5 separate regions of the Mus musculus genome follow, and all the other regions are linked to region 5. The links are chromatin contacts, called in public HiChIP or PLAC-seq and promoter capture Hi-C maps. All regions are on one chromosome and are shown on one strand. Each heading gives the region's core, a stretch centred on a gene start, on an enhancer-like site or on the middle of the called end of the contact. The rest is flanking DNA. Distances are from core to core; before and after follow the strand shown.

Region 1 (6,226 bases), core at 2,179-4,678, 320 kb before region 5:
TGACTCTGAAAAATGTTGAAAATGCTCTGTGTCTTGTAGCATTGAAAATTTAGCCATGATTTAATTCTTTATATAAAAATAAACACATCCATTACATTGACATAAAAATATGTTTTCATTTTCATGATTGGAAAAAGTATATGTATGCAAAGAACTTTTTAAAAATAATGGTTATGAGCCTGGAGAGATGGCTCAGAGGTTAAGTACATGACTGCTCTTCTGAAGGTCCTGAGTTCAAATCCCAGCAACCACATGGTGGCTCACAACCACCTGTAATGAGACCTGATGCCCTCTTCTGGTATGTCGGAAGACAGCTACAGTGTACTCAGATATAATAATAAATAAATCTTTGGACCTGAGCAAGAGGACTTGACCGGAGTGAGCGGGATTGACTGGAGTGAGCAGAGGTCCTAAAATTCCACATGAAGGCTCACAACCATTTGTGCAGCTACAGTGTAACCATATACATAAAATAAATAAATAAATCTTTAAAAAAAAAAAAAAAGGATAACAAATGGGACAACTATGGGATCTTTTTACCTAGACTTATACATCAAGCCTTGTTAGAGCAAAAAATCCACTACAAAATGTTCCGAGCAGCCCTGGCTCTCGGGAGCCAAGGCACTCAGCTGCTGTCTTTTGTATAGTTGTCTCAGGGCGTCTGTGGAGTATTCCAAAAGGCTGGTGCTGGCATAAGGGCAGTCAGGCCTGGCTGTTTGCTCTAGGCAGCCAAGACAACAAGATTCAATAGCTGCTAATTGGGGAGTCAAGTTGCCCAGTCCTAGTGTCTTTGCTGATTTAGAGAGCATTGGATTTCAGAAGGGGTGTGCCCAACAAAACCTGCCATTAACACTAACCATGATTTTTTTTTAAACTTAAGATTTTTTTTTTAATTTTAGCTGGATATGATGACGCACACCTTTAATCCCAGCATCAGAGAAGCAGAAGCAGAAAGATCGTTGTGAGTTTGAGGCCAGTCTGATCTATAGAGTGAGTTTCAGAACTGAGAGAAACATGGTCTCAAACTTGCACCCCTCAAAACAGAACTCTGACTCAACAGAGCCCTCCACTCTGCTCTCTCCACAGCTTCCCTGTTCCAGAATCAAGCAGTGCTCATTTAACTAACTCGACTTGTTCTGAGTACTTCTCTTTCTCAGGCTCTGTTGTAGGCCCCCAGGGAACCATGATGACGAGTGAGCATAGGTTCTCGATTGTATTGGCCTTGGGGAGAATTGGACCGCACAGTGACTGTCACACAAATGGATTCAAGGGTTACAGAAAAAAAAAAAAAAAAAGACACACAGTACTAGGAGGAATGGGTGCTGGTTAGAGTCTGAAAATGAATTATGCCTAATATAAAGGTAAGCTGTGAATTAATCTGGTGGCTGTACTGATTTACCTTGTAATCCCCAATAACTCTACAGAGAAACCAAGATGTATTTAAGACTGCACCTCAATAGCTGAGCAGTTAAATGAATGATGTGTCTTAAACCGCTATGCTAATCTGGCTAACTAACTCCCAGCCCCATCCCATGATGCTTGTGTATCGATCTGGCTCTCCAGACCCCTTCTTCATTGCTCCAATTCCTCCATCCTGCCTGTGATCTGACTCTCCTCTCCTTCTCTCTTCTGCCCAACCACTGGGTTATCAGCATTTATTGACAAGGCAGAGAATAAAAGGTAAGAACTGTTTATACAAACTTGAGACAGGAGATTCTTGGTATAAGCATTACAATGCTGTGTCCAGATTAAAACAGGATGGGGGGGGGGTGCAGAGAAGTCAGCATTTGAGTAGCACAAGGGTAAGCTCGCAGCACACAAAACATTATGCCTACAAGGTGCAGGGCCAGTACTTGCTGTTCTTATTACTAAAATTAGTGGCCAGTTAATTATATCAGTTAATATGGTTATTCCAATGAAAGTGGCCCTCAAAGGCACGTAGCCTTGAATTCTTAGTCCCCAGTTAGTGAATTGTTTGGGAAAGATCAGGAGGTGCAGCCATGTTAGAGAAGGTGTGCCACTGGGAATGAGTTATGAGATTTCAAAAGCTCATGCCAGGCCCAGGCTCAGTCGGGCTCTGTCTCAGGCAGGCTCTGTCTGCCTCTGTCTGTCTGTCTGTCTCTGTCTATCTATCTATCTCTGTCTCTCTCTATTTCTGTGTGTGTGTCTCTTTGCCTGTCTGTCTGCCTGTCTCTGTCTCTGTGTGTCTCTGTCTCTCTCTCTCTCTGTCTGTCTGTCTCTGTGTGTCTGTGTGTCTGTCTCTGTGTGTATGTGTCTGTCTGTCTCTCTGTCTCTGTCTGTCTGTCTGTTTGTCTATCTTCTCTTCAGCTGCTGCTCGAGGGTCAGAAAGTAAAGCTCTCAGCTTCTGCTCCAGTGCCACACCTGCCTGCTTCCTGCCGTGATCCCCCCAAACTCCGGAACCTTCTAAACCTATACAAACCCTCGGCTAGATGCTTTCTTTTGTAAGCCTTGGCCATGCTGTCTCCTCACAGCAGCAGAACAGTAACTAAGACAGTTAGCCACGCATTCAGCTGCACTGCTGTCCCATTAGGCACAGTAATGGGACTCAGATATACTGGGGTTGGCTTTCCCCATCTCAGTGACATCCGGACCAGGCATAGCAGAGCTCCCACAGACATCAGGGACCCAAACTCTTCCATGTCTCCTAGGCAGATTTCCATCCACGGGTTTGTTGTTCTAATCATCCCAAGAAGGTTGCTGTAGCTCCACACACTGCTTTGAGTTAAAAGGCAGAGCAGGACCTTATAACAGAAAGGCAAACACAGTCAGCATTTTCTCCTATATCCGATTAGCTCAGAGAGGCTGCAAAGTGGCCAGGCAGCAAAGGGAGAAGGGGCTGATACAGTTAGGGTTTCCATTGCTGTGAAGACACACCACGGCCAAGGCAACTCATAAAGAAAAACATTTAATTGGGGCTGGCTTACGTTTTCAGAGGTTCAGTCCATTATTGGACAGCTAGGAGGGGGGCCTCATTGCCCACCCCCACAATGATACACTTCCTCCAATAAGGCCACACCCACCCCAACAAGGCCACACCTCCTCCAACAAGGCCACACCTCCTAATAGTGCCACTTCCTGGGCTGAGCATATTCAAACTACCACAAGGGCCGAGACTGTCTGCTGTGTAAGTACTGAGTGCAAAGCACTTTATGGCTTACAAGAAAGCTACTGTGGCCGCGGTCATGAAAAATCCAGGTGAGGTCCCGAGAGGGTAATAACACACAATGACACATCAAGGCAGACAGAACTAGCCAAGCCCAGAGCACTCCAAGCACTGTCTGTTTCAGATGTCATCGACCAGCTTTGCATTCACCCTGCCCCCCAACCCCCTTGTCACTCTGCAACCTAAACTGCAGGTGGGGCTGAAGGACAGTGGCCTGGGGACAGGACGTTGTAGTTCCTCAGACTCAAGGACAGCTCTTTTCTCAGTCCCAGTGCAGTAAGGAAGCACACCCTATCAGGGGCTTGCAGGCAACAGAGCTTCTCTTCCCAAAGAGGGGAAGTGACCAGAAAGGGATAGTGACAGGTCTACGAGGAAGAGAGGGTATGTGTGGTGGGAAGGAAGAACTGAGGAGCCAGGAACAGATGGGAGGGTGGGTGAAAGTCAGGTCACTGGGTAGCAGGAGAGGGGACAGCTAAACAGGTTCCCTGTGGGTGGAAGTCAGGTCACTGGGTAGCGGGAGAGGGGACAGCTAAACAGGTTCCCTGCCCTGGTGGGTGGTGACAACCCTACCTCTAGGCTAATGAGTGTGACACCAAGGAGACAAGGGGAAAGTCCTTCACCTACTTAGAATAGTGGCTCTTTGCTCTGCCCCTCCCCCATACCACCAGCAAGGCCCGGCCCAGCCCCTGGCACGTGGTGAGTGCATTGCTGACTGAATGATCTGAGACTGTAACAAGCTTACAACCACAACCACTTTTTCTTTTTTTGGGGGGTGTTGTTGAGGGAAGGTTTTTTGTTTTTTTGTTTTTTTGTTTTCTTTTTGTTTTTGTTTTGGGTTTCTCTGTGTAACCCTGGCTGTCCTGGAACTCAGTTTATAAACCTACCTCTGCCTCCCGGACAAGTGGTGAGATTAAAGCTGTGCACCACCACATCTGGCAAATCAACCACCTCTACAAATACACAGGCCACGAGGACACCCTGGGCATTTCTTTTCTCCTGAAGGAGAAACAAGGAAAGAATAGCAATGCATGGTGCTCTGACAACCTCACTCAGAGGATCTCGGGGGGCGGGGGTTGGGGGGGCAGGGGGCGGGGCAAGCACATCCTCCAGACCCATCCCTAGTGAGAGCCTTCCTCAGCTTCACGAAGTCCAGCCTTTATGCGCCCCACCTCACCCAGGGAAATCTGTCTAAAATACTATGTGACTCTACCACTCAGCTGTAGTCATGGGGAACATCCCAGCATCAGCTCACAGCTTTAGGCCTTCTGCCAGCTCAGTACCCCAGTAGTTCCCCTCTGTCTAGTCTCCCCACATCCCCTGAGGGAGACTGTACCATCCCGCCCACACCTATCTCCTTGATTTCCTCTGACCCCGCATGCTGTCTGCACTCCAGTTTGTACTTGCCCTTGAGCTCCTCTTCCATGGCCTTGTGTACCTCAGCAAATGTCCTCTCAGCCCAACGCTTCCTGCTCTGTTTTCAGGGTGTCTATTTGAATCCCTATACTCCCCGAAACCCTGGTGGTACCTAGGAGATGGTTGTGTCCTGGGCAAGACTATAGAAGCACCCAAACAGACTTTCAGGCCACACCCACACAAGGCCACACCCACAAGTGGGCGGGATGCCTGGCCTGCACTGGAGTGATAGGAGCCTGCCTGTGACCTTCACAACACTGAGCATCTCTGGCTGAGCCTGTTGTACAGGCCACACACTCCTTGAACCACTGCAGAAGTCATTGACCAACCAGGCAGCACCACGTTCCTCTAATCATTGAAGAGCTAGGAGCCCTGGCCTCCTTAGAGCCAGGCAGGCTTGGTGGCTCCAGGGCACAAGTCCTTTCCCAACTGTTTTAAGGCCTGGGAATGTCGTGGGTCTTCTCTGGACTCCCATGACATCAAGCCCAAGGACCACGGCGGCCCTTGCTTAGAGAAGTGAGTGATGACGTCCAGACTACAAATACAGGACAGAGGAGAGCAGAGGGGAGCAGAGCTCCCAAGCAGACACTGTAAACAAGGGTCCTGTCTAGCTCATCACCCCTGTCCTCTGTCCTGCTCACCATACTCTTCAACACCCTCATTCCAAGCACGCCCCAGCTCCCAGGTTGGCTAAGGAGGCACGGGGCCTCCTCACACCAGGGGTGAGGCACACAAGACATGGGAGGCACACACAGGTACTGGCATGTTTATTGAGTGAAGTCTTAGAGACTCATTAAGGCACATGGTCTAGGAAGGGGGTGGGCTCTGGAGGCCTGGAGCACAGGCCTTAGTGTATAGGGTGGGTACCCCCACAGGCCTTAGTGTATAGGGTGACCCCCCCCCCCCTGTCAGCTGAGAAGCTCTGGGCCACTCTCTACTCTCATGCCCTCTTCTGGAGACCCTGAGAACAGGGGTTAACTTCAGTCCCAAGGGTGGGTATGCATGATCATGGGCAAAGGAAGGCAGGGCTTGGGTCAGAGCATAATGTCCCACAGACCCTGGAGGCACTGAGAATGGAGAATCCTGACTTGAGCGGGTCCTGGAAGAGAGCAGATAGCTGTGGCCAAGGGTGGGCTGACCCTTGTTGAGCCCCAAGGCACCAGGTAGGCAGGCAGCAGGGCATTCTCAGCTGAAGTCTCTGTTGGGCAGGAGCAGGGGTGCCACTAGGGTCCACAGGTAGAGGAACAGCCCCGCCCAGCTGGCACAGATCTTCACCCACACTGAGGTCCAAGTGCTGATCATCTTCCGGGTCTCTCCAGGGCTGGAACACACCATCGGGCTCATGAGCCTGGTCCCCAGTACTGTGACCTCAGTCTTGTTCCCTGACCTGATGAGCCAGCTGAGACATCAAACCTCAACCCTGGCTCTTACCGTGCCACTCCAATCCCTGTGCTTCACACTGGAGACACCTGACCTAGGACCCTGGACCCCAGGTCCAAACTTAACCTCAACTCCAGTCCTGACTATAGTTTGAGGCCTCCACTTGATCTCCTGACTCCTGGTCCCTCACTTTGTCACCGTGAGCCAGGCACGGTGATGCACACCTCTAATCCCAGCACTTGGGAGGCA
Region 2 (5,897 bases), core at 284-2,783, 430 kb before region 5:
GAGTTTAGGAGCCACTTCAGCTGAGGAGAGTCCTGGGCTCTGTGGAGAAAGAGAAACTCCCACAAGCCCTCAGCCCACTCCTTTCAAAGGCCCTGGTCTTGCCCTCAGGTCTTTGGGGTCTCAGACCAAACTTCCTGAGGGAGAGGAGGTAGGGAAGAAAGGAAGGAGGGAAGAAAGGAGGGGAGGAAGGAAGGAAGGGAGGAAGGGAGGGAGGGAGAGAGGGAGGGAGGAAGGAAGGAAGGAAGGAAAGAAGGAAGGAAGGAAGGAAGGAAGGAAGGAAGGAAGGAAGGAAGGAAGGAAGGAAAGAAGAGGACATTAGGGACTTTGTCTACCTCCGTCTCTTTATTCTTAGTCATGGGGTGGGAATGGTGGAGCTAGGCACCTTTTACCTCCCTCCTTGAGACTCAGTTTCCCCACCCAGTGGTCCAACAGAGTATTAAAGTTACCTACCTTCCAGAGCCACGATGAAGAGTATTGAGCTCTAAGGTTTGGGAACTACTTCACCCAGAGCCTGGTACACCCAGAAGCTGGCCCTCCAGTCAGTATTCGGTATCATTATTAGCAAGCCCTGTTGTGTGGATGGAGAGACGGGAAGCTGAGAGGTTGAGTCCCTTGTTCAAGGTCACAAAGCCAATCCAGGACAGTCTGAGTCCTCCGGCCACCACAGATTTAGGAAGGAAACCCATCCCCAACGACAAATATTCTTTCTTGAGTCAGTCCTCAAGCCTTTTCCCTTGGCTGGGAAAAGGGTGCAGGGAGATATTAAAGACCTAGGTCCCGCCCACTAGACTTGCCAGATCCTCCTCAGTGAGCGTACACGCGCGGGAACGCACAGACCCGCGAAGAGGAGTGCGGGTAAGCACCTTCCTAGGAGAGACGAAAGGAGGATCCTCACGCCAAGAAACAGGCTTCTCAAGACCCCCCTTGCTAGGTCTCCTGGAGTCCCCGGGGCCGAGATGCTCCCCGACGGCCGCCAGGGGTCGCTGAGCCGGTGCGCAGGCCGCTCTCCATTCATAAATCCGGCCTGGCTCAGGCCGCTCCCTCCTCCCTTGCTCAGACCCCTTCTTCCCTTGGCTGGGTAGGGACGACCCCAGATTGGTGTTAAGAGGATGGACAGTCCTTTCGAGAGCCCTAGGGGAAGGGGCAGAGACATTGGCCTACCGATTTCCCAGCGGGACCTCCCTGCTCCTTAGGGGGTCTGGGAGGATTCCCAGAAGGGGCAGCAAGTGCGCTAAAGGGTACCTCCCGGAGGTGAGCGGAGTGGGGGGTGGCGCAGTCTTCCGGCACCCAGGTCCCCAGAGACTCCAGCCCCCTCCATCACCTGCCGATGCTCTTCTGGAATCCCCAAGTCAGTCCTGGGGGTCGCCCACGCCCCGCACCTGTTGGCTCCCGGCCCCGGGCATCCTCCGTTGCTGGAACCTGGACCTTGCTCGCGGGACTTCGCCTTGGTGCGGAACTGGAGACGCGGCGGGGTAGCCCCCTCCTGAGGCGGCGCTGTCCGCTCAGTGGCTGCGTGGTCCCGGCTCTGGTGCCCGCGGTAGCTCGGGAGGGCTAGGGAGGGCTGCGCGCCGCGGGGAGGGGAGCGGAGCGGGATGCTGGGAGGAGAGGGGAGGGAGCCCCGGCCTGTCTGCACTCGAGGTCACCCAGCTGGAGCCCCGCCTTGTACTTCACGCTTCCATCCACCTCCATTCACGCGTCCACTGGCTCATTCACATCCTTCGCACACTTACGCTCCCGCCACCCGGCATTCAGCACGCACCTGGGGTGGGGAGCGTCGAGGGGCCACAGAGCAGGGGTGGACCCCACCACTACTTGCTGCCTCACCTGACCGATTAGGGTGGTGGCACAGGTGAGTGGCATAAGGGTAAGAGGATGCCGGTGCCGCCTTCAAGCAATCTCAGGACGCGCTGGAGCAGCTGGTGTCCAGAGATGTCAGAAAGCCCTGATCTTTCCCGTTCTCCCTGCCCCAAATCCTTCTTGTTCACATTTACTTTCCCCCTCCTAAAGCACAGACATGAGGTGGAGGCAGAAGAAGGGAAGCTGGAGGCGTTCATTAACTCAATATTTACCAATCTCTGTGGCAAGCAATGAACCTGTAATACGGCCGCCATTTCCACAGGATACTCAATGCATGATCTCATTTAATCCCCGCGTCAGCCTGGGGGAGATAGTTATTACTGTCCCCATTTTACAGATAAGTCCTTGGATACACACAGCTCGGGGCTTTGCCCAAGGTCAGAGGCAGTGCTGAGGTTCGAACCTGTGTTTCACTCTCAGATCTCCCAGAGCCCCTCTAACCCCCAGTTCTGCATAGGATGTAGGCTTCCGGGGAGTAAGGCATTTCCCTATGGTGTCCACAAAGATGGGTGAGACCTAGGGAGCTGAGAGTCACAACAGAGCAGAAGAGCTCACCCAGGACTTCCTAGAACAGCAACACCTGCTCTGAAGCCGGAAGCAGGACCAAGTGGCCCTTGGGTTAACACGGAGGTGTGTGTGTGTGTGTGTGTGTGTGTGTGTGTGTGTGTGTGTGTCTTTAAGGCAGACAACAGCAGGTGCACATGATTGGATCAGGTCTCCTGGGAATCCTAGCAGGTGGGTGGGGACTTTGTCCACCTATCACCTCAAGACAGTGTCGTCCAAGCAAGGGTCCTTTCTCACACATCCCTTCCTTCCTGGGAGTTGTAACCACCATCTTCCCTTTGCAGCCAGACCCTCTTCTAAGGCACTGGAGATGCAAACAGGGGGTCTGTGAGCAGATGACTAGGACATCACCCTTCTGGGTCTGGTGACCTCTATCTACTCTGGAAGAATGGGAGTGGCTGGACCCAAGGCAGAAACTCTGTCCTTGGGTAGTTGTGGCATCTGTATGCAAGAATATAGGCCACAGATCTCTAGGACTCTAAAACTGTCATGTCTGCTCTGAGTGCTGCCTGAGGCAGGGGATGGATGAAGGACTCCAGAGAAGAGGGACTGTGGTGTGTGTGTGTGTGTGTGAGAGAGAGAGAGAGAGAGAGAGAGAGACAGAGACAGAGACAGAGACAGAGACAGAGACAGACAGAGACAGAGACAGCGACAGAGAGAGGCAGAGAGACAGCAGAGACACACAGAGAGAGACACAGTGGGGTGATAAGGGAGAGGGTTTATATATTCACAGAGGGTGGTTAGGATGTCTCTAAAGAAACTAGCCATGGGTATTTGTGTGTCTCCGTACGAGAGTAGGCTTTTGGATGATGATTGGCTTCCCCCTGGGTAAGAGATGTCTTATGTGTCTTGATTTGTCCCTTTGTTTTGGTGTCTGTGTCTAAGGACTGTATGCACACGTGTGTATGTGCGTGCGCTCAGTGTATTTCAGTGTGTCTCCCTGTGAGTTTGGGAATGTGCGTGTGGGCATGCCTTTGTGTCTACAGCTCTGCAAGTGTGTGAATGTGGAACTCGGTAGTCTGCTCCCATGGTGATGAGTCATCCTTCTGCATTCTGTCCGCACCCCCCCTCCCCAAACACACACACCAATCTGGAGCTGCGACCATTTGCCATGTAGGGGTCCCAGAGGAGGCTACAGCACGTGGGGGATGGGAGGCAGATCATGCAAGGACATTCAAGTAACAGCTGCTGCAGGCGATGTACAGTCAGGGATTGTGGAAGATACAGATCGCTGCGTGGGCAGTGGGCAGCCCAGGCTCTGCACCAACTCTACAGTTCAGAGCTGTGGATTCCAAGTCCCCTAGGCGCTCTAGCTTGGATAGAGCAAACAGCCTCCATTCTTCCAAGGCAGTGTACACAGGGGGAGGGGGAGTGCCTTTGTCCATGTGTGTGGATGGAGACTGGCTGCTATTCCTTTAAACCATGGAGAGATACAATGTCTTAGCATCTTAGGGCCAGTCCCAGCCCCACTGACCATCTCAGCTACCCACTTCTCCTGCTTTATTCCTGTGTACCCCAGAGATGGCTGCCCTCTAAGATGAAAGTCATGAGGGACACCTGAAGGGGGCAGATCTCCGTTCCTCACCCATCTGACCCTGATTAGCAGGAGACTGTAGGAACCAGGACTGTCTGGTCCTGAGTTGGGTACCCCAATTCAGCTACAGATGCCTAGAGAAATGAGAGAGAGAGAGAGAGAGAGAGAGAGAGAGAGAGAGAGAAAGAGAGAGAGAGAGAGATATGCTTAGAGGACTCCTGAGCTGGGTGCACCGTGGACGACTGGCAGGAGCTGCCATTGTTTAGTTCTTGGGCACCATGGTACTGGCCTCTGGGAGCTCCTGGCAAAGTGCCAGTGCCCAAGAGGGATCAAGGACTCCAGGTTTTCCATCTTTGGACTGGGCTCACAAGCCCTGGTGCCTCCTCTGCTCAGGGAAGGCCAGCCTGAAGCCTTGGCTTTGCTTGTGCTGTCTGTCAAACTGTGTCCACATGACTTTTTTTTTTCCTGGAACCAGCCAGCCACAGCCTTGTTGATCTAATCCCGAGCCTCCAAGCCACAGGTCCCTGTCACATCCATCTTCAAGTGTCAGCCCAGACACTGTCCTAAGGTGCTGCTTCTCCATTCCTCCCTCCCAATGCCAATGCCAATGCGACTTACAGTAACCTCTGTCTGGCTAGGACTGGAGCAACTGAACAGTAATTGGCTTTACAATTTGTGGATGCCTCAGGCCTGGCTGTGGTGAGCGGCTATGGCCAGGGGGCAGAGATGTTGTTTAGAAGGCTCTAAGTCAGGAAACAGAGGGTAGACTGGGCTCTACTGTGCTCTGGGAAGGGGGTTCCAAGGACAGAGACTAGGGAAGTCACCAAGGTAGCTGTGAGGTTTTTTTGTCCCTGAGTTCAATGGCAATGACTTCTAGGAAGTGTTAGCCAAATATTCATGACCCAGATAGTTCATGCCCTCAGCATCTACACAGGATGTCCTCGTCTGTCCCCTGGAGGAAGAGCTCCACGTATCAGACCTGAGGGGCTTAGAGGGATCAACATGCACTGAGAAAGGAGGGATGCTAGGTCTGGAATCAGGACCCTCAGAGATTTAGACATCATCCTCCACACAGGAGTGGGGCAGGAGAAGGGGCTTGGTCACCCAGCTACTCACTCAAGAAACCGTGAGGGCCATGCAACAGCAGAGCAGACCCTGCAGCTTAGGCTGGGGCGCCCCTTATATAGAGGTGGTTGGGAGGAGTCAAATGCATGGGGGTGGGGGCGTACTGTAAGGAGACAGACACTGGTGGAATGAGTTTAGGATCCGCAATATGAGTACAAGAAAACCTACCTGAATAGTTGGTCAAGAGGTGGTTGAAAGGAGGCCAGGGGCACAGGCTCTGGGGCCAGAAAGGCCTGGCTTAGCTGCCCAGCTCAGTACTCCTGTGTTACTTCCATGTCCCTAGAACTCTGTAATCAGTTAGATAATACCTCAGAGGGACTCTAATTTGACATCAAGCTGGCTGGTTCAGCAGTTGTGAGCATGTGCAAGGCTTTGTTCTATCCCTAACACCGGACAAAGGGATGTAGGGTTAAGGTGGTCAAATTGGAGGTCTGGAGTCTGGGGATGTGGCTCAGAGGTGGAGTGCTTGCTTACCGTGCACAAGGCCCTAGGGGTTTGAAGTGGAAACTTAAGGATTCTTTGGGAAGTCAGTTGGATGGTGTTTCACTAGGGCAGGCACGTGAAGGAACATTTAGCTGAAGCAGACACAGGTGAAAGACTAAGGCAGGCTCATGATGGAAGGTTTCACCGAAGCAGACAAGTGAAAGGATGTTCTGCTAAAGCAAGCATGTGAAAGGACACGTGACGAAGGATGCTTTGTTAACAACATTCATATATTGGTCCACCTTACATTGCGTAGTTGAGCTGCATTTGTCAGGACTCCATAGAGAGAACCACACCAAAAAAAACCTCTGGCGTGTGCTGCAGTTTCTTGCCA
Region 3 (5,519 bases), core at 1,369-3,868, 270 kb before region 5:
ACCTTACCCCACTGAGCTATCTTATCTCCTTTCAGTGGCTATTCTTGAAAGCAAACTGGCTAGGTGATGGTGCACGCCTTTAATCCCAGCATTTGGGAGGCAGAGGCCAGCCTGGTCTACAGAGTGAGTTCCAGGATAGCCAGGGTTGCATAGAGAGACCCAGTCTTAGGGAGAAGGAAAAGGAGGAGGAGGAGGAGGAGGAGGGGGAGGGGGAGGGGGAGGGGGAGGAGGAAGAAGAAGAAGAAGAAGGGAGAGGAGGAAGAAAAGAAAGAAGATCAGGGCCAGGTGATGGTGCATGACTTTAATCCCAGCACTCAGGAGGCAGAGGCCAGTAGATCTCTGAGTTTGAGGCTATCCTGGTCCACATAGTAAGTTCCAGGGTAGCCAGGGCTAAATAAAGAGATTCTGTCAAAAAAAAAAAAAAACAAAAACAAAAAAAACAAAACCAGAGTTTTTAATGTATTTTCTCTAATGATTTCCAAATATCTCCCATTTCAAAGATGAAACTGATTCCAAGTGACTTAAGTGAACTGCTCAAGACCACATGGCATGGCTAGTATAGCTGTGATCGGGTCTAGAACACAGATCTTTTTGCCAGCAGCTGTCCGCCAGCCCCAGATCTCCAGCACTACATTCCACACTCCATGTAAGCAGACTGCTCTGGTCCCTGGGTCTCAGGCCTCTCAGGCTTTGAGAGAAGAGGCTCCTTGCCTAAAGCCTGTGACCTTGAATCAGAAACCATCCCATGCCCTCCCTCCCTTGGCACCTGCTCTATCGCTGAGGTCACCAGGGCTCCAGGCCCAGCCCTGAGGCCCGTCCCTGTAGCTTTGGCAGAATTGGACCTCTCAGCCTTTTGGCAACTAGACTCTCCAAAGGAATCAAGACAGGGGTGAGAGGACTTTTCCTCACTGGCCTCCTTCCCAGAACAGCCCATGGGTGGGAGAAAGGAACTTCCACGGGGACAGAGGCCCAGGAAGGAGGCCTCACCACACTGCAGGTATACTGGTCAGGCTCCAGAGCTCTGGTAACCGTTCCGGAATGACTACCCTGCACAACCTTCTAGAGGCCAAAGTTCTGTGCTTACCACTCCGTCCCGTGTAGAGAGCTCAGAAATTCATTTATGTCCCTCTTCCTCTGAATCCCCAAGTCAGGACAGGTCCCTCCTAGAGTCACTCCCAGAGGGAGTACTTTAGCCTGTACCTTGATCCATGTGGACTTCTCCAAAGCAGGGCCCGCACAAACCAGGAGCTTACTTTGAGAGAGTATCTTGCCTTGGCTCAGACTGGCCCCCAACTCAGGAATCTCTTGCCTCCAGGTGCAGGTGCCGTATTAACTGTTGGCTCAAGCCAGAGCAGCGGCACACAGCTGTAACCCAGGAGACAGAGGCAGGAGAATCTTTAGTTCAAGGTCAACCCCTGCTACACATTGAGATGCTGACTTGGTAATAATTAAACAGAAACTGCTGAACTAAGGAATAGGCTCCACTGAGGTTCCCTTACTCACCTGTAAAAAGGGGATGATACCACCTACCAACGAAAAAGTTGAGTGTGACCATGCCCTGAAGTAGGCTACAACCATCAATAGTCGGGTCTTATTTAATAACGTACTTTAAGGTGACAAGCAGTCTAGTGGCAGAAGTCAGGGGAAAAAACTGACTTCAGCAGAGGGTCGCGGCTTTCCGGGAGTTAAGGTGGCCGAGGCCGGAAGAACCCTCTGAATAGACAAATTGTCTTCGCGGAGTGAAGAACGACCCTGGCACAAGCTCAGAGGTCAGTAAATAAAGCCTGAAGCGCTTTCAGGCAGCGGCGACGGGTGGGACTGCGGAGAAAGGCGCAGGCGGGAGACATTCCGCAGGGAGGGGCTAGCACGTGTGGGGCTAGCATGAGGGAAGCAAGGTCACGTTCTCCGCCAGCAGGTGAGGCGCTGGGCAGCTCAGCCATCCGCGGTGTCCAAGGCAACTCTTTTCCACTTGTCTGGTAGGAGCAAGAGGGCTCAAAGGCCACTAGACCATGCTCTCTGTCCAGGCTCCAATTCTTTTTTACTTACGGCGACCGCGTCATTCCTCTCCGAGCCTCTGAGCCTCTTCTACAAGAAGAGGACATAGGACCGTTGAGATGGGTTTTTGGGTAAAGGCCCTTGCTGTCAAGCCTTGACAACCCCAGTTTGATACGTGGGACCCACACGGTGGAAGCAGAGAAGGGACTCCCGCGAGTTACAACGAACGCCCCAGTCTCCCACCCCTTCCCCATAAGTACGCCTACACGAGCATACACAATATAAGAATAAAACCACAGCGAATTAAAAAACAAGGCGGCAGAAGGATCAAGCGGCGTTTCTCCAGCGTGGCACCAGCTCAAGGGCGAGTTTCCTTTCAGTATGGCCGGGGGATGCTCTACTTGGGTTGCGGGAAGCGCCCCGCAGCCAGGCCAGGGATGGGTTAGATGGCACCAACAGGACCGCGGGCGCCGCTGACGTAGGCGACGGGAGGGCTGTGGGGGATGGGCCCCAGCCCTTTGCGGGAGTGCAAGCCCCGGCTTCCTATTTCGGGAGCGAGGGGTGTGGGCCACTTTCATCATGTGATGCGAGGGCTATTTAAAGAGGCTGTCCAGCCGGGAGCTGCGGTTCTCAGTGCCTGCTCGCCTCCTCACTCATCGCACCATGGCGGACGCCTTTGTCGGTACCTGGAAGCTAGTGGACAGCAAGAATTTTGATGACTACATGAAGTCACTCGGTGAGCGAACGAACGGCGCAGGATCTAGGGTCAGGAGGGCCGGCAAGGCGGTCTTGGCGCTGAGCTCCCAGGGGGAGTGCCCCCATGTGCCTCCCGCAAGCTCCTAGCCAGTCCAGACAGGGAATACTGAGGTGCGGAGGGTGGCCTGGGCTGAAGCCACTCCACTCCACCCCACCCCACCCCGGCCTCCTGGGAGGGGGGTGTCGCGGTCCAAGCTTGGCGAGCCTCGTAGCTGGAGGGGAAGGGTAGAGGCAGCTGTGGCCGCAGAGGTCCGGGATGGGAGGCTTTCTAGGAAGCAGTGTAGGTGATCCGGAGGTGGAAAGGGGAGGGAAAGAAGGGCGGGAGGCTGGCCGCAGGAGAAGGCAAAGAGGAGCATGGTGGTCCAGAAATTGAATTCCGAAAGGGAATAGAGCAGATAGGAGTGTACAGAGCCTGGAGGAAGACTAAAGAAAATCAGTGAATTCCATCTGGGAAGAGGTGAAGATACAGCCAGGCAGTCAGCAACAAGCCCTACCCCTCCATGTTGGGGTAGTGAAGAGGCCTCTCTCTGGAAGATGCCCTGGTTCTCACCAGCCTGACCTTCACCTACAGTGTGTGCAGCCACCCCTGGGATCAGTCGGAGACGCTGCTGCTAGAGCAGGGCAAGACGACCACTACACATAGGCTTCCCGGCCGCACCAGTCGGCCACCGGATCAGTGCTGGGGATAGGGTGAAGAAAGCCTGGGATCGAGCAGAGGGTGTCAGAAGAAAGGTGAAGAGCTATGAAGGGAGAGTGTGGCTTGGGGCTGGGGAAATTGTGTGGTGTGGGCGGTGACACAACGCCTTTAACCAGCACTCTGGGAAGCAGAGGCAGGTGAATCTCCCGAGTTCTAGGCCTGGTCTATACAGAGAGAATTCCAGGACAGCCAGGACTACACAGAGAAACCATGTCTTGAAAAAAAAAAGAAAGGAAGAGTCCCATGATTTACTTAATAGGAAGACAGCTTGGGACACATGAGCTCATCGCCTCATAGGAAAGCCCAGGATTTCTTTTTGAAGACTGAACTAGAGCCTTGTGCATGCCCCCTACTGCTGAGTTATACTCCCCACTCACACACACACACACACACACCCTCTTTTTACTCTGTGTAACAGGTTCTCACTAACTTCCCCAGGTTGGCTTTGATCTTGTAACCTGCCATCTCGGCCTTCCAAATAGTTGAGAACCCAGAACTACCTAGAGTTCTTCCCATTTCAACAGTGGGGAATGTCACATGAACCACTTATCCAAGACGGCCCCAGCCCTTCCTTTCTTGCCTTGAGCTTAGATAAAGACCTCTACCTGCGGAGTCCCTGGCTATATCATCCTGGTCTAGGAGGCTGGGGCAGGGAAAACAGGACTGTGTCATGCCTGAGCTAGCTTCCACTCCGTCTTCCCCGGGAAGGAGGGCTGGAATCGGACATGTTGAGGGATGTGTGTAGTTGCCTCTCACCTACTTCCAGCTCTTCTCTGAAACAGGCCCACAAAGCAATTTGTCCTTTTGGTTTGGGGAATGGAACCCAAGGCCCTTTGCCCGTGCTAAGCAAGCACTGCGACTGCTGAACCACATCTCCAGACAGGGCTCCCACCGGCACCTACCCTACCCTGAGGCTCTCCAGGAAGGCAGCTGGTCTTGTCTTTTAAGACAGGGTTTTACTGTGTATCCCTGGCTCTCCTGGAACTCCCTAAGGAGACCAGGTCCTGTTGTCTCTGCCTCTCCCGCACTGGGGTTAGAGGTATGAGCCCACACCCAGCTAGTTGGCTGTCAAGTTAGGGAGTACTAGATTACCTGGGCTTAGTTCTGTTTCACTGAGCTGCCGCTGCCTTCCTAGACTTCTTTTTGCCTCAGGGCATGTTGTCTTCAGGCCATTGTTCTGTGGGTGCTGAACCCAGCTTTAGTCAGGGGACTGAAATTCTATTTAGCCTAAAAATATCGACAGGCTGAAGGCCAGTAAAGTCTAGATGCACCCCAGCTTCCAGCAGTAACTGGCTTCACTGGCACCCTACACCTACCTGTAGGTGGGTCCTGGGAAAACAGCTTGGTTCACTGCTGAAGCCCAACTCACACAGATACCAGTAGGCAAAGCCAAGCCTCTCACTTCTTGCTGTGTAGCCAAAGCTCCTGACTTATCCTATAGAACCAAAGGTTCTTAGGACAAAGCAGCCCAGCCTAGTTTAAGTGACTTCAAGCACAGATGGTGGCTTGAAGGGTAGAGTATGTTATTCCAAGAATGATATAGTGAGACTAAAAGAGAGTTTGGGAATCTATGTCACTAAACTCGGATTATTTATTTACTTAGCCTTTTTGAGACAGGGTTTCACTATAGCCCATACTCTGGAGCTACGCAGCCCAAGCTGGCCTTGAATTCTCGGCATTTCCCCTGCTCCAGTCCCCTGCCTCTTGAGTGAGATTCTAGGGGAGTCACCATGCTTGGCCCGTTTGACTTTGGCTAAGACAGCACCGTGTCTCAGCCTCGTTTGTAAATGGAAACTATAAAGCTTAGGTTTAGGGCTGTCCCAAGGATACTTGGCCACCACTTAGAGCTTGTGCAGTGTGCACAGCTTGCAGCAGATGCACAATACCATAGCCTTATATTGGGCTGCCTCCTGCCACATCGCTGAGGATGGCTCAGAGTGTGCTGGGGCCAGACGACAGGTAGTCAACCATGGAAGATTCCAGGAAAGCTACTAACCCAAAGCACCAAAGGCTTGACCCAAGGGGTCTGTGAACTTTACCTGCTTGAGGGACACCTGGGACCTTGCCTAGG
Region 4 (6,250 bases), core at 3,429-5,928, 400 kb before region 5:
GGATCAAACCTAGGGCTTCTAACCTACTTGGCTGGCACTCTACTGAGCTACATCCTCAGCCCACTTAGCCCCTGGGGGTCGGGGGGGGGACCTGTAAATGATGATCATCCAGTAAATATTGTTTTTCGTTGTCTTTGGGACTGAACCCTATGGCGGTTAAGCAGATGTTCCTCCCTGGGCCACGGTCCCTTCTGTCTGTCTTTTGAGACAGGGTGTCACTAAGTTATGCAGGCTGGCTTGGAAATGACTCTGGAGTTCCAACTACCTTTGGCCTCAGCATCCTCCTGCCTCAGCATCCAGCATAGCTGGGATTATGAACCTGCATCCTAGTTTATAGCTATTGAGTACATGAAAGATTGAGACAGTACTGCCAAGCAGCTAAGACCATGGACTGGTCCTGCTGGACTGTTTTGTGGCCTCGAGGAGGTTATTTTTAGAGCCCCACACCCTCTGTCTATGTTCTCATCAGCAAAGCGAGGACAATGCCTAGTACCACTTTCCAGGGATTCCGTGGCAAGCCTCTGAAGGGCTTGGCCCATTGTGGGTGCTTTCGGCTTTCATTGTTCACATATCAGGAGCCCTGGGTCCCCCTCCTTCTTTTATAGCTCATGTTCAGCTGACCATACCTCCAGATGTGTAATGGTGCCCGGCGGTGGTGGCGCATGCCTTTAATCCCAGCACTCGGGAGGCAGAGGCAGGCGGATTTCTGAGTTCGAGGCCAGCCTGGTCTACAGAGTGAGTTCCAGGACAGCCAGGGCTATAAAGAGAAACCCTGTCTCAAAAAAAAAAAAAAAAAACTAACAAACAAGCAAACAAACAAACAAAAAAGATGTGTAATGGCATTTCAGATTAAAGCCATCCAGCCTTCCCCTGGTCTGCTCCTCCCACTGTCCTCATCTTAGAGGTCAGGTGCTGGAGTCTACCGTGAACCTGACATGTGCCCTGTCAGTGCGTGCCAAAGATACATATCATGAACCTATCTATCTTCATGCCCCTCCTCCTCTGATGCCAAACCAGGTCAGCTCACTCAGCATCCCTGTCCCAGATGCTCTGAGGCCAGGCCGATCCATGAGTGATTTCAGTTAGACTTGAGGTCTTGAATGAACTTCCCTTAGATACTCAGAAACTGGAACATGGCTGAACCTTCTCCGGTCTCTGATGTTTGAGGGTCCCACCAAAAAGAACTCACCTATGTCCCACTTTCCCCTCAGTGGTACCCCTTCTGAGTGCATAAGTCTCTTGTTTGTCTAATACTCCATCATAAAGCCAGGCGCCCCCCACTTATCTTCCCTCTTTGTGTAACATCCATGCCAGTTTGGCGTGACATCGTATGTGTTGCTTTCCTGTGTCCTCTGGGAGACTACAAGCTCCCATGGGTCTGTCTCCCTCCAGCTGTAACCTCCTGGGCCCAACACAGTGCCTTCGACACAGTAGGTCTTCAGTAATTAGGCATCAGCTGGAGGCCTGAATTCTAGGGATTCTACAATGTTTTTACAAGCTCATAACTCTGCTATTACAAGATGCTAACCAGCCTCCTTCCAGGCACCCCAGGGCATCTGCCTCCAATGCCACCTTATAAGGAGCCTCAAGGGGAGCCAAGCCCCAATATGGCTGGGTCTTTAGCCCTGATGTCTGCGGGTGGTGCTCAAGCGAGCAGGAGGGGGCTGTGGGGATAGGGATGCCCCCTCTTTTACCTTCCTCAACACTCCTCAACATGACCTGAGGAAGAGTCCCTGTGTGGTGATGTCCAGCCTGGAAGGCATATAGACAATCTTCCCCTCGCAAGTGGGATGGATACTTGCGGCACTCAGGCACCAGGACCTGTCCTGAAGGGGTCAGCTAATGCTTTCCAGTCCTCATCTCATGAGCCCCAGGGCTGTTCAAGCAGGTCTAGACAGGACTGGTAACAGCAGGTCCCAGCATTCCAGAGGGGCCTGGGACAGCAATTGAAACGTTAACCCCTTGGCAGCCACCCTATCAGAGCAGCAGAATTCTGCAGACACCCCGCCCTTCTGAGCACACGCACGCACACACACACACACACACACACACACACACACACACCCTCCCTCACCCAGACACATGCCAGCACCCACGGACACATGGTCTCCCTGTTCCCACAGTGACCCCGGCACCCCTCACCCATGAGGCAAAGCAAACAGCTATGTGCAACACATTCCAAAAAGTTTCCTTCTCCCAGGGGCCTCTCAGTCCAGGCAGAGGGAGGGGTGGGGCAGGTTCAGGGCAGCAGAGACCCTTCTGTTTCCAGTAAGGTCTCCATAGTTGCCACCTGATCTACTTCCCAGCTCTGAGGATGGGCTAGCCATGGCCCCTTCCTCCCCCTGCCTGGAACTGGGGGTTTGGGGGTAGGGAGAGGGCACATTCCAGGGAAGGCCCTGCTGCAGGCCACTGGCTGATGGCCAACGCAGTCATCCCTGACCCTTCATCCCGCCCAGGACAGCGGATGCTGCAGAGGTTTCCTTCCTGGCGTCCCCTTGGACTCTCCTGTGACAGCAAGCCCAGCTGGGAAGGTGGCCAGCCCAAACCAGGAGGAGTGGAGAAAAACTTCTGGCTTAGGTGTGGCCCCCAGCCAACCTAACGATGGCTGACCACTCCCAGGCTTGTGACTAGAATCTTATTATATGAGATGGCGTGGTCAGTTTGAAAGTTTCCACATTACAGATGAAAACACTTGAGGCCCAGAGAACAAAAAGAACTCATCCCTGGGAAATGGGTGATAGGGGTTGGGGCCAAGTCTGTTTGCCACATAGCGATCAAATTGAGTCCACCCCAATCTCTCACACTCACCATCGATTGCAGTTGTCCCAGTAGGTTCCGAAGACTGGGTAGATCCGGCCCCCATGCATGCACCCTACCAGAGGGAGAGAAGGAAAGAAGAAATGGCTAAATCCTCGAGGATTTTTTTTTCAGTGTTGCTTGAAAGAGTCAAGTAAGACTACACGAGGGACTTCAGGAGGAGCAGCCCCAAACCTCCCGAGCTGGTGGTAATCACACACCAATCCCAGCCCAACGAAATCTAGAGACAAACTACATCCCAAACTACATCCTAGAACATCCACGGGTTCCCACACAGGGTGCCACACACAAGCTGTTCAAGGACTCCGTTTGGGTCCATGTCGTTTCACCTGGATGCCAGCCATGACATTCCTGGTACCCTTTGTCACTCAAATGAGTTGGGACTTGCCCATGGGCATGGAAGGAGCTTTAGGAAAGAAACTGAAGCCCAGGTAAGGCAAGCAACTCCTTTTAAAAGGCCCAGCATTTTGATATAAAGCAACTAAGGCATGGGTTTTCCTTAGCCCAAAGCCCAGCAGGGTTTGGGATGCGACAGGAAGGACTTCCGTAGTTCTCCTACTGGGACAGGGAAAGGACACGTGCAGGCCATTCTCAGAGGTGCTGAATCCTAAGTGAGGTCTCTGGCTATGACAACCTGGCTGGGCCCTTCGTGCTCTATCAGCCTCAGGATGAGTCAGCAGGTGGGGCTGCCACCTTCCCCATACTGACTGAGAGATAGTGCTGGAGCCTGTCTGCCCTGCCCTAGGGCCTAACAGGACTATTTTTTTTCAGTGTTGCTTGAAAGAGTCAAGTAAGACCACACGAGGGACTTCCAGAGGGGCAGGAAACAGGGTGAGGATTTCTTTTCTACATTTTTCAAAGCCTGGAAATACCCATTATCAGCCTTGTTCCTGAGCCTCGTTGGGACTGGGAGTGACAAGGTGGCCGCTCTGCTGGCCATCTCGGTGCCCACCTTGGACGGGAGGGAAGGGGGGTGGAATCCCGAGGCAGAAGTCCCAGAAGTCGGGGCAGCAGTCAGAGACGGTGCGGTTGCAGAAGAGGTCACAGTAACAGGTGGCTCCCAGGTAGGGCAGGGCACACTCGTCAGCACGGCCTCGACAGCACATGTCCTGCTCTTGGCAGTATCTGCCACCGGCGTCCCGGATGCCCCGCAGGTGCAGCCCTGGCGCCAGCTCCCTGCGCCAACGACTCCGCCGGGCCTCCAGGGCAGCCTGGCCAGCCAGCAGCAGCAAGAGCAGCCCCAGCCAACATCCCCACATGGTGCCTCCTAGACCCGAGGAGAACAGAGGTCAGGGGTCAGAGGTGTTGGCTTCTGGAGACTCCCTAACAAACGTCAAGGGTGGGTCTCCCTTCACACGTCCTGGAGCTTTCCTAGGAGGCTCAGCAAAGCGGGGAACCCTGACTCCCGAGTCTCCGGGAGGGAAAAGACAGCACTAGATGTCAGTCCACTCATGGGACAAGAAGTAGACCCCCCTCCCTGACCTGTTTAGGGACTGTCATGGACAAGGAAATGGGACCTTGACATTTCCAACACGCATTCTCCTCTCCTGCCCTTGGTCCCTCTACCTCTCTGACGCATCTGAGTTGGATTGTTGACTCTGTGTTTCCTCCTTATGCATGCCCCCGCCCTTCTGTCCTTGTGTCCCTCTGACCCTCTGCTCTGCGTCCCTCTGACCCTCTCCTCTGTGCCTCTCTGCCCTGGGTCCTTCTCCCTCAGTGTGCCCCCTCCTCGCTGCTCCTTCTCTCAACACCCTCTACCCTCTGATCAGGGAGAGTCCCTACCTGGTGAGGGGTGTGGGCTGGACCCAGGCTGCCCTGCGCGCCTCCGCCTCCAAGCTCGAGACTGCCAGACCGAGTCAAGTGAGGAGCGCAGGGCGGGACGCTTTTTGTACCGCCCTGCCGGCAGCACCCGCCCCAACCCCGGACTGTGGGAGGGGAGGGCGGGGCCCACTTGTAGGTACCTGGAGTAGCCCTTAGCTCCGAGGGAACGGCTTAAGGACAATGTGTACGCGACTGTCCTCCTTGAGGGATCTCTTGTCAATGGAACCCTCTTCTTAGGGAGCAGAACTGCAACTCACGGAGAAAGAATTGTGGACTGATAGTAGGAAGGACTTTCCCAGCGATTTTACGAAGCTGAAAACGTGAACAGAAGCGGGCGAGGAGGCAGCTACGATCAGAGTTCAGGACTTGATAGGGACCAAGAGCTAGGGGCAAAAATCTCTAACCCCCCCCCCCAACCCGGCCCTCCAGGAAGAAAAATAGCCAGGCACATCCTTGACCCAGTGACCCTGGGCTGGGGGCCACTCCAAGCCACAGCAGCTCCCAGGAATGACAGGAATTCCCAAGGGATGATTCAGGAAGCTGCCTAGGCTCACGGAGCTCCGGGCAGCTCCTCCCCAGGAGGTGGGTGCGGTGCGGAGTCTGAGCTTACCCAGCCGCCCCTTGTGGGGTCTGCCCTCCCCCAGTGATGGGCACCTTGCCCAACACTGCCCCCTCCACCAGGCCCAAGGGCATCCTTCTTGGCCCAAGGTCCCGTGGCGGGCCCCACATCAAGGGCCCTGGCAGCTGGGGCCCCCTGCAGAGCCCCTTTCCGTTTCTGGTCTAACCTTTGCCTTGCCCTCACACAATGGGGCTTCTGTCCCTTGAGGCCTTCCGGCTGTCACTTTGTGCCTCCCCATTGTGCAAGCTCCTTCTTCCAACAGATTGGGCCCAGGGCCAGAGGACTCTCTAGGTGGAGGAAGGACACCACACCTAGACAGTTATCCTAGCCTTCTCTGGGGCAAGCAGGAGCGCGGGGATTCTCTTAGTTCTCCGAGACACCTCCCCTTAGCTGTCACTCTCTGCAGAGAGCAGTCAGTACAAGGGATTCTTGTGACCGAGCTACCCCCTGCTGTGAGGCAAGGGTGGTGAGGCACCAGGGGGTGCGGAAGCACCCAACATACAGACCTATCCATTCGTACTCTGAAAGGATCTGAGAGCACGAAGCCTAAAAGATAAACTGAGGCTCAAGAGAACAGACAAGGTCTGGATGCAGCTTCCTTGATAGAGTGCTTGCTTAGCGTGTACAGAGCCCTGAGTTCGTGTTTAGCATCGTATAAAAACTGTGGGGCTGGTGAGAATGGCTCAGTGGGCAATGGGGCTTGCCACTATACTGACGACCTGAGTTCAGCCTCTGGAATCTAGACGATGGAGAGAGAGAATAGAGTCCACAAAGCCATCCTCATAAGTCTAATGCACACAGACTGTATGTGTGCACGCATGCACATACACACCACACACACACACACACACACACACACACACACACACACACACACTTGTGCTGTAGCACATGTCAGTATTCCCAGCACTCAGGAACTGGAGGCAGAAGGATCAGAAGTTCAGGTGTGTAGCCTGTTCAAAGCCACCTTATGCTATGTGAAACCAGGAAGTG
Region 5 (6,118 bases), core at 1,757-4,256:
AGCTGAGCCTCCTTCTCCCCTCAGGCTGGCATTCACCATCCTGAGAGCACATTCTGGAAGCTGCCAGGCTGCAGGGGCTCTAGGGGGTTAGTGAGTGACAGCTGGAAGGACCCTCTCTGCAATCAGCTCAGACAGAGCAACAGAGCCAAGAGACCAATTTTCAAGTCATCGTCCCCCCCACCCCACCCCCCAGCATTTCCTAAATTGTCTCATGTAGCTCGCACAAGCTGCCCAAGCCACCCAGGCAAGGCGTGGGAGAAGTGGAATCCCACCCAGGTCCTGTCTAAGCTAGCTCTGTGCTGGTGGAAGAGATGCCATCTCTTGGCTGGGAACGCTTGGAGGCTGGGAGACCCCCTGTACCACGTCTGCTCCCAAGACGGGTGAGCACCTCCCTATGGGCCCCAGTGTACCAAGGCCAGAGCTACTTAGGCTGTAGCTAAGGCAACAGAGGAGGCTGGTCCCATGCCTGAATGGTCGTCCCATGCCTGTCTCAGTTCCTGGATCCCTTTGAGCAAGTTACATCACTGGGTCACAATGAAGGTTAAACGAGTTAACTGGGGGGGGGGGGGGCAGGGGAAGCATTCCCAAGAGTAGCTGACACCCAGTGAATTAGTAACAGCACTCAGGAGTGAGCAAGGGACAAACTGCTCACAGGCACAGAGAGAAGGAAACTCAATACTCTCCACTCTCTGAGGGCTTATTCATTCACTTCATAACATACATCCCTCATCTCTTAAGTTAAAAAAAGAAAAGGAGTTTGAGCTGGGTGTAGAGGCGCACACCTTTAATCCCAGCACTCAGGAGGCAGAGGTACATGGAGCTCTGTGAGTTCGAAGCCCGCCTGGTCGATAGAGTGAATTTCAGGATAGCCAGGGCTACATAGTGAGACCCTGTCTTGAAACAAAATAAAACAAACAAACAAAAATATATAGTTTAAAACTTAAGCTAGACATCTTGAAACTCCAGCCTCACTCAGGGTACTGAGGCAGGGGGATGGCTCAAAGTTCAAGACCAGCCTGGACGGAAGAGTTAGAACATTTCTCAAACATACAAGAACAATAAACACAACAAGCCAACAAAACCAGGAAGACATCCTTGAGGCTGGAGATGGCTCAGCCGTTAGGAACGCTCTGCTCTTACAGAGGGCCCGAGTTAGAGTCTAAGCACACGCCACCTGTAACCCCAGCTCCAGTGGGCCTGATGGCTTCTTCAGGATGCCGTGGGCACCTGCACTCACACACACAGACACGGATGTACAAAATTTTTAAAAATAAACCTTTTTTTTTTTTAATTAAAGAAAAGGAATTCTCTAAAAAAAAAAAAGTTTGAAGATTTCTTGGCATTTTTATGGTCCTAAAAATAGAAAACGGAGAATATTTCTACTGTGAGCCCAGATCTGCCAAATAACCAGTTCTTCGTTTAGTTTACAAATATTAATGAGGTGTCAAGGGCTGCCCAGCTGCTGGGGTTTTAGCAGGAACAAAATGAGCTGTCTCTGCCCTTTTGGAGTTTCCATCCTACCTGGTGGTGATTAAGCCCCTCTGCCGTCCTTGAGAATGACGCCTGACAGACCAGGTGGCCTTCTGAGGGGCAAAACACCAACACACCAATGTGGGAGGAGAGGAGGTTCTAGCATGGCCCAAGAGGACGATGCTGTGAACAGCAGGCGCCGCAGGGCCGGTGACTCAAGGAAAGGTGAGAGGACAGAGGCCACCAGCACATCTCACTCAAAGCTTCCCACCACCCTGCGCACCTGTGGGGAGGAGCAGGTGCTGGCCGGAAGGCAGATCCAGACCACGGGACCCATAGGAATGAGGCCCCAGGCTCCTCCACAGACCCGATGCTATCAGCAGTTCCTACACAACAGTGTCTTGAGTAGAAGCATAACACAGTTCCAAGGGAGGCAGGAGACCCCCGTCTCTTCTCTATCACCCTCCCAATACATAGGCAAGGACCTCAGCTACTCTTAGCCTCCGGATTCACTCTGTTGCCCTCCAGTTAAAGACCTCATTTTCCCCCAAACTGGGGCCAGCACAGAGCCCCGAGATGCTCTGATTCTTCCCAAGACACTCAAGTGTCCTCATCCAATGGGACCAGGGAACTCTTTACCTGACCCCACCTCACCCGCTGCTGATAGAACAGATGGCTCATGGGACGCTGGAGGACTCGGTGGTCAGACTAAAGAGAACCACAGAGTGAGTCCGGTGCCTGCCAGGTTAGGCTGGCCCGTGATACATCAATTCCTGATCACCCCCCTCAAGGAGGTAGTTCTCCATCCCTGGCCACCCAGTCAGGAGGGTGCTGGGAGGCAGGAAAGCAGCACAAAGGACGGCCGAGGGTTCTCAAAGAGTCTCAGGTCCCACCACCCAAACAAGAAGCAGAAATGGCCAGAGATCTAAAAACATTCCAGAGACATAATACAGGAGCAGAAAGAGACTTTGTGAGAAACGCTCACAGGGGCGGAGCCCAGAGGGATGAGGTACCCACGGAATCAGCGATCTGGAGGGGAACATTCGGGCAGGGACCTCTCCGAGTACACAGACCAGCCTCGGACACACCCCCAGCCCCAAGGGAGCCACAGTCCTGGGGCGCAGCCCCCCAGCGGGAGCCCACGCACCCATTGCGAACCGACGCGTGCAACCCGGGAGCGTTGGACCGTGCGCGCGAGCGCGGGGCTGAGGCGAGGAGCGCACACAAAGGGACAAGCCGGCCCGCGCGGGGCAGACTCCGCCCGGCCACCCCGCACCCCGGGTGGCGCCCACGCACCGCCGCCGCCCCACCCCGCTCCGCGCGGCTCACCAGCTGCAGGCAGCAGAAGGCGACCAGCGTGCAGCGGCCGCTGCACTTGCCCATGGCTCCTCCTCGCGCCGCGCGGGGCCGCGTCGTCTCGATGGCGCCCCGGGGCGGTGGGGCCGGCGACTAGGGCCGGGTCTCCAGAGCCGCGGCCGGCCGGCCGCACCCCAAGTGCATGGTGCGCCCGGTCCGCGCGGGCTCCGCCGCGCCTCCTTTGTCTGCGGCCGGCCGTCGGCACACCTCCCGCCCGCGGCGCCGGCCAGCGCGCAGCGGCCCCCGCAGGCACCGAGCGCGGCGCGGTGCAGCACTGCCCAGCTGGGGCAGCCGCCCGGGCGCTCGGCAGCCGCCGCTTCCCGGCCCACCACGTGGCTCGGCCGCCACCCCGGAGGGAGGCGAGGGAGGGGCGGAAGAGCGAGGGGGCGGGGGAGGGGAGGGGCGTGGAGCGAAGTGGAAGAGTGCGGGTCCTGCGCGCTGGCAGCTCTGGGTCGCGTCCAGACTGCTGTTCCTTAGCCGTGTCACCTTGGGCAGATCACATTACCTCTCTGGACCACCCCCGCCCAGGGGCCTCAGGGGCAAAGTAGGAAAAAAGTCTCTTGGATGCAGTCCTGTAAACCCAACAGTAGCCCTTAGCTTGGCCAGCTGAGGGAGTTGGAGCCACCCTACCCTGGAGTTCCAACTTTGCCCTTTATTTTCATTTGAGTTTTCAGCCCAGCTCGCCAGCCCTCCTGGTTTCCCGGCCACATTTTCTTCTTTCTGTCTTTCCTTCAGAACCTGGTATATCTTGGGTTTATGAAAGCCAGAGTGCGCTTGAAGCGGTCTTCCGTTCTCTTGACTCTTCATAGCTCAGGGACCGGAATAGTCCGGTCCCCAGTTTGGCTTCTCAGAGATCCTCCTGCTTCAGCCTCCCAAATTCCAGATAAACGCGTTTTAAAACACGCAAGACAAGTGGATAGAAAAGCCCTGGATTTGATCCTAGTACTCTCAACAGTGACAAAACAAAAGGCCCCCCAGGTATTCCCAGAATCAACCATCGCACACTAAACACACACACAAGCACATGCACACACGCACACACCACCAAAAAGCAACTGGGATAACAGTGGGGACTCTTCTCAGCCACTGTTAGGGAATGGCAGCTGTGTCCAGCCAGTTTCCATGATTAGCTAGGCTTCCTGGAGTCTGTCCCAGACTCTATACCCAGAGCATAACTTTACGTGGGGACTGGGACCCAGCTTTTATCAAAGTCTCCAAAGAGTCCTGTTTCCCACAAAGGAAGCGCCAGCCCGGTCCCCACTGGATCCCCTGGAGGCTTCGGGTGAGCCCATGTCAGTTCTCTCTTCCATGCTGACAGTGTGCTCAGAAGCCCTCACCGACCCAAGCACTGGACACATGATGCCTCTCTCCTTACAGTGACTGGGTTCTGCTAGGCTCTGACCAGCTCTGCCAGGCTCTTGAATGTCCCAAATGCCACAGACCCAAGGCCTGGCCACCTCACTCCAAGTCTGAGCTACCCTCTGTCCAAGGTCATTTATTTCAATCCTGCCCTACTAAATCCCAGGCTTCCACGCCCTCTGGCCCCTCTCTGCTTTTAGGTTTGTTCTTTATTTATTTATGTTGTATGTCTGTGTTTAGGTTGACACATGCTAGAGCACCCTGTGGCTCTCAGAGGACCATGAGTAGGAGTTAGCTTCCTCTATGTGGGTCCCAGTGATCAAACTCAGGTCTTCAAACTCAGTAGCAAGTGTCTTCACAAAAAGCCATCTCTGAGTCCCAAGGTTGTTCTGCTCTGAGATCCTTATGTGCAGTGCAGTGGACGCTGTTTCATCTTTAGTGTTTTAGTTGAGGCCTCACTCCTTGACCCTTGGTCACCCAGGGAAATCCCCTCTCTGGCTCATTCCAGCCTTCGATACCTCCATGATAGCTCATTCTAGAACCTTCTTAGCTTCCTGTGAGCAGTATGAGGACTCGGTTTGGTGATTTACCTTGGCTTCCCCAGGCCTTGGATCACAGCAGGACTCTTTGGCTGTGAGCAGACTGGGGTAGCATGCATGTTATACACCCTGTGTCTTAATTTGGGTTACTATTTCTAGAATAAAACACAATGACCAAAAGCAAGTTGAGGAAGAAAATGTTTATTAGTTTATGGTTCTGATCCATAATCCATCACTGAAGGAAGTCAGGACAGGAACTCAAACAGGATGATGCAGAGGCCATGGAGGAGTCTGCTCACTGGCTTGCTCCCCATGGCTTGCTCAGCCTGCTTTCTTACAGAACCCAGGACTATCAGCCCAGGGATGGTCTCACTTGGAATGGACTGGACCTTCCCATATCAATCACTAATTAAGAAAGTATTCAGCAGGCTGCCTACAGCCCAGTCTTATGGAGGCATTTTCTCATTTGTGGTTCCCTCCTCTCAAATGGCTCTAGCCTGGGTCAAGTTGACATAAAAGTAGCCAGCCACATGCTGCTTCCCAGCACTGGGTCGGTCCCCGTGGGCACCTTTCTGTTCTGAAGCTTGAAGTTCTTGGAAGGAGCCAACACAACTGGACAAGCAGAGGCCGTCATTTCTGGCAAGGGGTTCAGAACTGGGGATGACACGCGTGGGGGTGGGGCTTGCAATCCTTATCACGAGGAATGACTAACAGAGGACTAGGAAAGGCTGAAGCAGGACTCACAAAGGAAAGACAGCCATGACTCAGAGCACAGCCACATTTCCTGAGTGGGAAGGCGGGGTCGTGGTCAGGTTTCAGGGAGGTCGAGCAGACAGGGATGGGAAGAGGGTCCTGGGAAGTCCCTTTTGCTCTTGACCCTAACCTGAGGCTAGGCAGGGCCTGTGGCTTTCACCCTCTGGGGATGAGAAACTGACAGCCCACGAACAGGTTTTCATGATCTGACTGAGAACTCCCCCTCCTCTCACACCAGAGGGCTGAACGTGGCCACTAATTATAGCTTCTGGGACATTCTCTGTCACTAACCAATTCTTCAAACCAGCTGGGTGTCTGATGATTCAATTCACTTATGGCTTGAACTACCTGGGACTCAGCACAGACCCCTACAGGCGACGGATTCAGTCTCCTAAGCAGGCACCCCTGCAAGAGGCCAGTCCCAAGCCTCTGGCTACCATTTGTCCTGCCAGTGGACAGGCTGTGGAGCTCCTATGACCCCCTCCTTGTGTTCCGTAATTAGCTAGATTGGCTTGCAGAGCCTTGCAGAATGGCTCTATTATAAAGGATGCCAATGAAAAGGTGTACCCAGGGTGGGGTCCTCAGTGTGGGATGCTCTGTCTCCGTGGGGTTGACATGTTCACGGTTCATCAACCTGGCAG

Evidence for each region. Promoter capture Hi-C pulls out the DNA fragments that hold promoters and counts their contacts. HiChIP or PLAC-seq counts read pairs in DNA pulled down with a chosen protein or histone mark.
Region 1: an H3K4me3 HiChIP or PLAC-seq map of embryonic stem cells shows a contact between it and region 5, with 23 read pairs. The contact joins the enhancer-like site here to the promoter of Nkain1 in region 5. A contact is called at or near these places in 1 of 484 Hi-C or Micro-C datasets (bone marrow-derived macrophages), 5 of 115 datasets of contacts at active chromatin or transcription factors (embryonic stem cells, forebrain and stem cell-derived neural progenitor cells) and 1 of 9 other capture datasets (embryonic stem cells).
Region 2: a promoter capture Hi-C map of embryonic stem cells shows a contact between it and region 5, with 2.5 times the contacts expected there. The contact joins the promoter of Hcrtr1 here to the promoter of Nkain1 in region 5. A contact is called at or near these places in 1 of 39 promoter capture datasets (embryonic stem cells), 1 of 115 datasets of contacts at active chromatin or transcription factors (pancreatic cancer cells) and 1 of 9 other capture datasets (embryonic stem cells).
Region 3: a contact with region 5 is called in an H3K27ac HiChIP or PLAC-seq map of embryonic stem cells, with 4 times the contacts expected there. The contact joins the promoter of Fabp3 here to the promoter of Nkain1 in region 5. A contact is called at or near these places in 9 of 39 promoter capture datasets (the 3T3-L1 cell line, cranial neural crest, embryonic stem cells and 5 more), 3 of 15 datasets of contacts at CTCF or cohesin (the G1E-ER4 cell line, the NIH/3T3 cell line and embryonic stem cells), 7 of 484 Hi-C or Micro-C datasets (the G1E-ER4 cell line, bone marrow-derived macrophages, cumulus cells and 2 more), 23 of 115 datasets of contacts at active chromatin or transcription factors (bone marrow-derived macrophages, craniofacial prominence, embryonic basal ganglia and 12 more) and 4 of 9 other capture datasets (adipose tissue, embryonic stem cells, liver and 1 more).
Region 4: a contact with region 5 is called in a promoter capture Hi-C map of liver, with 2.3 times the contacts expected there. The contact joins the promoter of Tinagl1 here to the promoter of Nkain1 in region 5. A contact is called at or near these places in 5 of 39 promoter capture datasets (cranial neural crest, embryonic stem cells and liver) and 5 of 115 datasets of contacts at active chromatin or transcription factors (embryonic limb bud, embryonic stem cells and pancreatic cancer cells).

The regions. Positions count from the first base shown.
Region 1 is chr4:130,248,148-130,254,373 of GRCm38.p6, forward strand. It overlaps Serinc2 (serine incorporator 2), which reads right to left. Exons shown (of 10, transcript NM_172702.3): 10 at 5,350-5,918. The coding sequence ends at 5,783. It overlaps Gm46724 (a long non-coding RNA gene), which reads left to right. Exons shown (of 3, transcript XR_003955118.1): 3 at 1,158-1,657. Among named protein-coding and RNA genes, the nearest start is that of Gm46724, 15 kb to the left of the region's middle. Within about 2 kb of position 3,429, at least 37 of the 459 cell types and tissues checked have an H3K27ac peak or open chromatin away from gene starts, as enhancers often do. A contact at or near this core is called in embryonic stem cells, where this site is marked.
Region 2 is chr4:130,137,629-130,143,525 of GRCm38.p6, forward strand. Hcrtr1 (hypocretin (orexin) receptor 1) reads right to left here and starts at 1,534. Exons shown (of 9, transcript NM_198959.2): 1 at 1,380-1,534; 2 at 451-568; 3 at 1-39.
Region 3 is chr4:130,306,120-130,311,638 of GRCm38.p6, forward strand. Fabp3 (fatty acid binding protein 3, muscle and heart) reads left to right here and starts at 2,619. Exons shown (of 4, transcript NM_010174.2): 1 at 2,619-2,731. The coding sequence starts at 2,659. Gm10570 (a long non-coding RNA gene) reads right to left here and starts at 1,586. Exons shown (of 4, transcript XR_868203.3): 1 at 1,504-1,586; 2 at 1,201-1,365.
Region 4 is chr4:130,170,124-130,176,373 of GRCm38.p6, forward strand. It overlaps Tinagl1 (tubulointerstitial nephritis antigen-like 1), which reads right to left and starts at 4,679. Exons shown (of 12, transcript NM_001168333.1): 1 at 4,600-4,679; 2 at 3,770-4,084; 3 at 2,809-2,872. The coding sequence starts at 4,076. Gm52490 (a long non-coding RNA gene) reads left to right here and starts at 3,199. Exons shown (of 3, transcript XR_003955116.1): 1 at 3,199-3,248; 2 at 3,589-3,648.
Region 5 is chr4:130,571,030-130,577,147 of GRCm38.p6, forward strand. It overlaps Nkain1 (Na+/K+ transporting ATPase interacting 1), which reads right to left and starts at 3,007. Exons shown (of 7, transcript NM_025998.4): 1 at 2,800-3,007. The coding sequence starts at 2,853.